Regions from separate parts of the Capra hircus genome. Here region 2 is linked to region 1. The links are chromatin contacts, called in public Hi-C maps. All regions are on one chromosome and are shown on one strand. The core of a region is the stretch at or near the end of the contact, and the rest is flanking DNA. Distances in the headings are between cores, read along the strand shown.

Region 1 (2,531 bases), core at 24-2,523:
GCCCGCCACTCTCAGCCAGTGTGCGATCGCTTCTCCCGAGTCCCGCCTTCCGTGTCGGGCGCCCCCTTCTGGCAACACGAGGCTGAACACTATCTGTCGCCATCTTGTGTGTGGCACAGGTATTTTTTTTCTCTCGAACGTCTTTGCACTCACTTCGATCTTTCCTGCCACAAAGCCGGTGTCTCAGCTCGACAGTCAAGTGCGATGGCAATAAGAAGAGGGTCGCCTACGGTTTTTGGATCGTCCGAGTGGGTTGGGTCGCCACGTCACGACACGCTCGCCGAGCCCAGCGCCATCTTGAGTGTGGCGTCCAGATGGTTCCCTTCGGGCTCCGCGTGTTCTCTAAATGGCGCCCAAAACTTCAAGGAGCCCCCAAGGACTAGCCCACCCGGTCTGAGGGACGATTACTTCCCCTCGAATAACCTAGCAAGGAGATGTTCAAGTGCCCTTCACAGAGCTTTAAGTGGGGCAGGAGAGCGACACTCGAAGGCCGGGTTCTAGAAGCATCCCAGTAGTTGTCGCGACGGCAGTGACCGCTCGGGGCAGGCGCAAACCAGAACCCTTAAGTGCGGGCACCCGCTGTGTGTTGCGACGCCCGTGGGCTGTTCAGCTCGACGACAGAGCCCATACCGGCCCTCGAGTCCCCTCTGTGCACGAATACCCCCAATGTGAATGCTTGGCACGAAGCCCACTCGTCGGCTGGCTTTGGCGGCGGGCGCCTAGGCTGGGTAGTGGGCGAAGGGGTCACCTGCCCAAAGACTCGGGGCACCCTGAACTAGACGCGGATAGAGGACGTAGGGGGTGGCCCAGGTACGCGGGTCTCGGCCTCACGCCCTCTTCGCTCGTCGTGGGGCTTTCCACCGACTTGCGCTGGGAAAATTCGTGGTGGAACGTGCCAAGCCGCGGGGGTGGAGGGGTGAGCATCCCCGGGCACTACACAGGGCACCGCCCGGGGCGAGCACAGCCCAGCACCCGGCCTGCCCCTCCCCCTCGCTGGCAGCCGTCGTACGGGCCAGCCGCCTCCTCCTCCTCCTCTTCTTCCCTACCCCCCTCCTTCCGAGCATCCGCGGGGAGGGGTGAGGATGGAGTATGGGGAAGGTGGGGGCTGGGCGGGCAGCTTTGCCGCGCTTTGGCTTTCTGCGTCAGCAGCACCGAGCAAAACAGCGGCGGGAGCGCGCGCCCTGAAAGCGAGCGCGCGCCCCTCCCCCCGCGGCGTCGGGCAGCCGACACCCGGCAAACTCAGACCCCGAATGACAGGGCGGCCAGCGACTGCGCAGCACGGACGCACCAAGGCACTGCCGCTTTAAGCATGCTTGCCCATTGTTCGGAATCGAGCCAATGAGCGAGCGCCCGCTCCCTGCCCGCAGCCAATGGCGTTCGGGCAAAGGAGGCCGAGCGCCGCCCACTAATCTATATTAAAGGTTCTGGCGCCGCGTGAGTTCCCCACTGGCTGCTCTGAAAAGCCATCTTTGCATTGTTCCTGTCTCCGGCTTCCCCGATCGCCGCAGCCACCTCCGCCGCGCGCCATCTCCGCCGCCGCGGACTCCGGCAGCTTTACCGCCAGAGTCCTCGAACTCCCGCTTTTCTTCTCAGTCCGTTGCATCGGATCACCGGAGTGCCCCATCATGTCAGACGCGGCCGTGGACACCAGCTCCGAGATCACCACCAAGGTGAGGTTAGACGCCGCCCGCCCGCCCTTTTGGGGTCCGCGCGCCGCTACTGCCGGAGCGGTGTTTAGCGCGCCGCACCCGGTTCTGCCCCGAGCCCGCTGTTACTCCCATTCGCTGCGGAGCCCGCCCGCTCCCGGCCTAGGCTACTAGGTAGCCCACTCTTTGTGCGCGTGCGGGGGAGGGGGCGGGAAGCGCCGTGGGCAAACGTGATGGCCATCCGGGAGTGACCTGAGGGCCCTCAGGGACCCGGAGATGCGAGTGCGGAGGCCAACAGGCTCGAGGGGAGGCTGCTGAACGGGCTCCCGAAACTTGTTTGTGACTCTTAGGAGTGGCGGCCGGAGGATAGGGGCCAGGCTATGGGGTCGTCGGCCCACGGGGCGCGCTGAGATAACTTTGAAACTGGAGCGCTTTTGGAATCGGAACTGCCGGCGTTGGGGGGGGCCCGCGTGTGCGGGCGCGGACCGGCTGTGGGAAGTGGCGGCTCCGTGGCGAGCGCCCGTCCGCGGCGCTGCTCTTTGTTAGGCGCCGGGCGGCCGAGTTTTCGCGCCTTGTAGTGGATCCGAAGAGGTTTATCTGGGCTAGGCTCCGATAAGGCGGAGTGGGGCGGCGGGGCCGCGGTGTAGGTTGTCTTGCCGCGGAGGTGTGAAGGTCTCCTCCGCTCTGGCTGCCCTCGGGGAGGGGAGGTTGGTTTCCCGGGGTGTGGAGGAGTGTGCCAGGAGCAGCCGCCCGGCCTCAGTAATTCACCAGCGGTACCAGGCATCGCTGAGGAGGCGGCGAGCCCACGCGCCTGAGGGGAGGAAACGGAAAGTGAAGGATCGGCGCGCCGGGGCGACGATGGGCGCCCCTCGCGGCTGCCCGGGG
Region 2 (2,531 bases), core at 17-2,516, 69 kb before region 1:
CTGTCCATGGAGTTCTTCAGGCAAGAATACTGGAGTGGGTTGCCCTTCTCCCTGACCCAGTGGATCTTCCCTACCCAGGGATCGAGCCCAGGTCTCCTGCACTGCAGTTGGACTCTTTACCTTCTGAGCCACCAGAGAAGCCTTGCACTGAGTAAATACTCAATGAACATTTATGGCTCACAATCTACTGACACTTCTGTTTCTGCAGTGATCTCTGGGAGCCTTGCTTCTCAGACCAGCATCAGCACCACTTGGGAGCTTGTAGGAAATATAGAATCCCAGGCCCCACACAGACCTCCTCAGTCAGAATCTGCAGTTTAATAAGGTCTCGCAGAAATTTGGATACGTGGGAAAGCTTGAGAAGCACTTCTGGTGAGTAGGATAACTAGAGGAAGTGTGGTAAGTGGGAAGTGAGCCAGGGGGCAAGCCCAGATGTATATAGAGGGCTCACTGCAGGGAGGGGAGGTGTTATCCCTTAAGAGTGCTGCTCACCCTGAGTCACAGAGTCTTGAGAAGAGAAGGGACCAGTAATAAAGCTCTTAGTGGGTATTTTCTATGTCCCGGACACTGGTTTCTCCACCTTTTATATCCAGTAACTAATTCAGTGTTCACAATAGTCCTATAAAGTGGGATCACTGTGTCCTTACAGAAGATAGAGAAACCGAGGTGAGGGTGAGATTGTTCCAGAATCTTCAGCAGGTACACACATTTGCTGTACCTGGTGTTTAGGGCAGGATCTGTTCTGATTGGTCGCTGCCTGTCCTACTGGTTATTCAATGTTTTGAGCGTCGCCCTGGTTACACAGCTGGATGGAGGAGGCAGGATCCAAACCAGCCCTCTGGTGCTGGAGCCACGCCCCAAACCAGGATCCTCTATCCATCTAGGGCCGTCACCACCCAGAAACAGCACACCTCAGGGACGAGTAATGTGTGTCAAAGTGCTATGTAAGCTGTAAAGCACAGTGTAAATGCCAAATGGATTCCTCCGGGACAGAAGTGAGAGGAGCCTGTTAAAAATGGAGAAGCAGGGCTGTGAGAAGGCAGACCAGAGGCTGCTGCGGCGAAGCAGAATTCTCTCTGGTTGCTCAACGGGGTAGCTGAAGCAAGATGGAAAAGCCTCCCTGAGTGGAGCCCCAGGATCAGCCCATGGAAGCTGTAAATTGCCAGAGGCCCCATCAGGCACCAAAAGCAGGGTAGCCCGCGTGAGTCCTCCTGGAATAACCGAGCCCTCCCGATATTTACCACGAGGGGGCGCTGCTCCCCAGCCTACGTCCCACTGGACCCCACCTGCTCGCAGGAAATTAGGCCTTGGAAGGAGTCCTGGTGAGCAAGCTCCAGGGGCTTTGAGAAGTGGAAAAGGCAGGCAGGATGGAGGGAGCCTACGGAGGAGCTCTTGTTCCCACTTTACAGATGAGGAATCTGAGGTCCAGAGATGTCGGATCAGATCCCCCAAACCAGGAAGTTAGGGAGAGGCCGGGTCTTGGTCATTTGATTCCAACCTCAGTTCCCAAGGAGACCACAAGTGGCTGCCAGCTCCTCTGACCCTGTCCTGTCGCTGGTGTGCCTGTATTCTGTATTCTGGGAGGTGGCTGGAACTCCCAGCACAACTGTATTCCCACAATTCCAACAGCCAGACCTCAGAAAGACAGCCCTGTTCCTGAGTTTTTTGAGGTGGTGGGCTCCCTGCCCTCCGGGCTTCAAGAACCCCAACCTGCCACTCCAACCTAGCAGCCTCCCCACTCAGGCAGAACCTGAAGTCTCTTCTCCAGAATCTGGCTCTGGGCCCCCCAGAATTATGTCCTCTTCCACGCCCCCTCCCCACCCAGGGACCCCCATGAGTTCACGTTTGCACCCTGGCGCCCCACTGCAGGCAGAAGCACAAACAAGGGGACGTTTGAGCCTGTGGCTGGGGCCAAATCAGGCAACAAGGTTTTTATTCCTCCGCTCCCACCAACTCCTTTTATGGTCTCTGGGTCCAGTTCCTCCTTCATAATAAGTCGTTAACTGGAAAGGCCTCAGAAGTCACTGAGCCCGACTCCAGCCAACACTTTCCTTTTCTAAAGAGAAAAAAAAGTCTTTATGCCTCCCCGTCTCCAGGAGGGTTCCTAAGACCAGGACCGGCAGGCAGCATCCTGAATGGGAGGGAAACTCTAGCCCTGAGATGGGATCCTGGCACACACTTGTAAAGTAGGGGGAAGGGGGGACCCTAACCTCGGCGTCAGATTCGGTCCTCACCTCTAGCTCCTGAGGTTCTGTCACCGGCCCTGGGGGCCGCCAAAGGAGCATCTAATCCGCCCCGCCCGGTAGGACGCTTTCCTTCCCTCTGTCCTGGGAGCCGGAGTCAGCTCGCGTGTCAGGGAGCACGTGCGTGTATATGATCATGTGTGTACAGAGGCGTGTGAGCCGCCGCACACGCGTCCGCGCCCTGGCCTGGGGGTGGGGGGGGAGGTGTCTGTGCGCGCCCCCTAGGGGCCGGCCACCACCCGCTGCCGCAGCTGCCCAGTGGCCGTGTACAGTCCGCGTGTACCCGGC

What was found. A called contact is a pair of places that touch in the nucleus more often than the background predicts.
Region 2: a Hi-C map of blood shows a contact between it and region 1, with 3 times the contacts expected there. The contact joins the enhancer-like site here to the promoter of PTMA in region 1. A contact is called at or near these places in 2 of 5 Hi-C or Micro-C datasets (both in blood).

The regions. Positions count from the first base shown.
Region 1 is chr2:16,310,340-16,312,870 of ARS1.2, reverse strand. It overlaps PTMA (prothymosin alpha), which reads left to right and starts at 1,273. Exons shown (of 5, transcript XM_018058366.1): 1 at 1,273-1,670. The coding sequence starts at 1,626.
Region 2 is chr2:16,379,351-16,381,881 of ARS1.2, reverse strand. All of the region lies in intron 2 of LOC106503414 (a long non-coding RNA gene), which reads left to right. Among named protein-coding and RNA genes, the nearest start is that of C2H2orf57, 13 kb to the left of the region's middle. Within about 2 kb of position 1,266, at least 4 of the 5 cell types and tissues checked have an H3K27ac peak or open chromatin away from gene starts, as enhancers often do.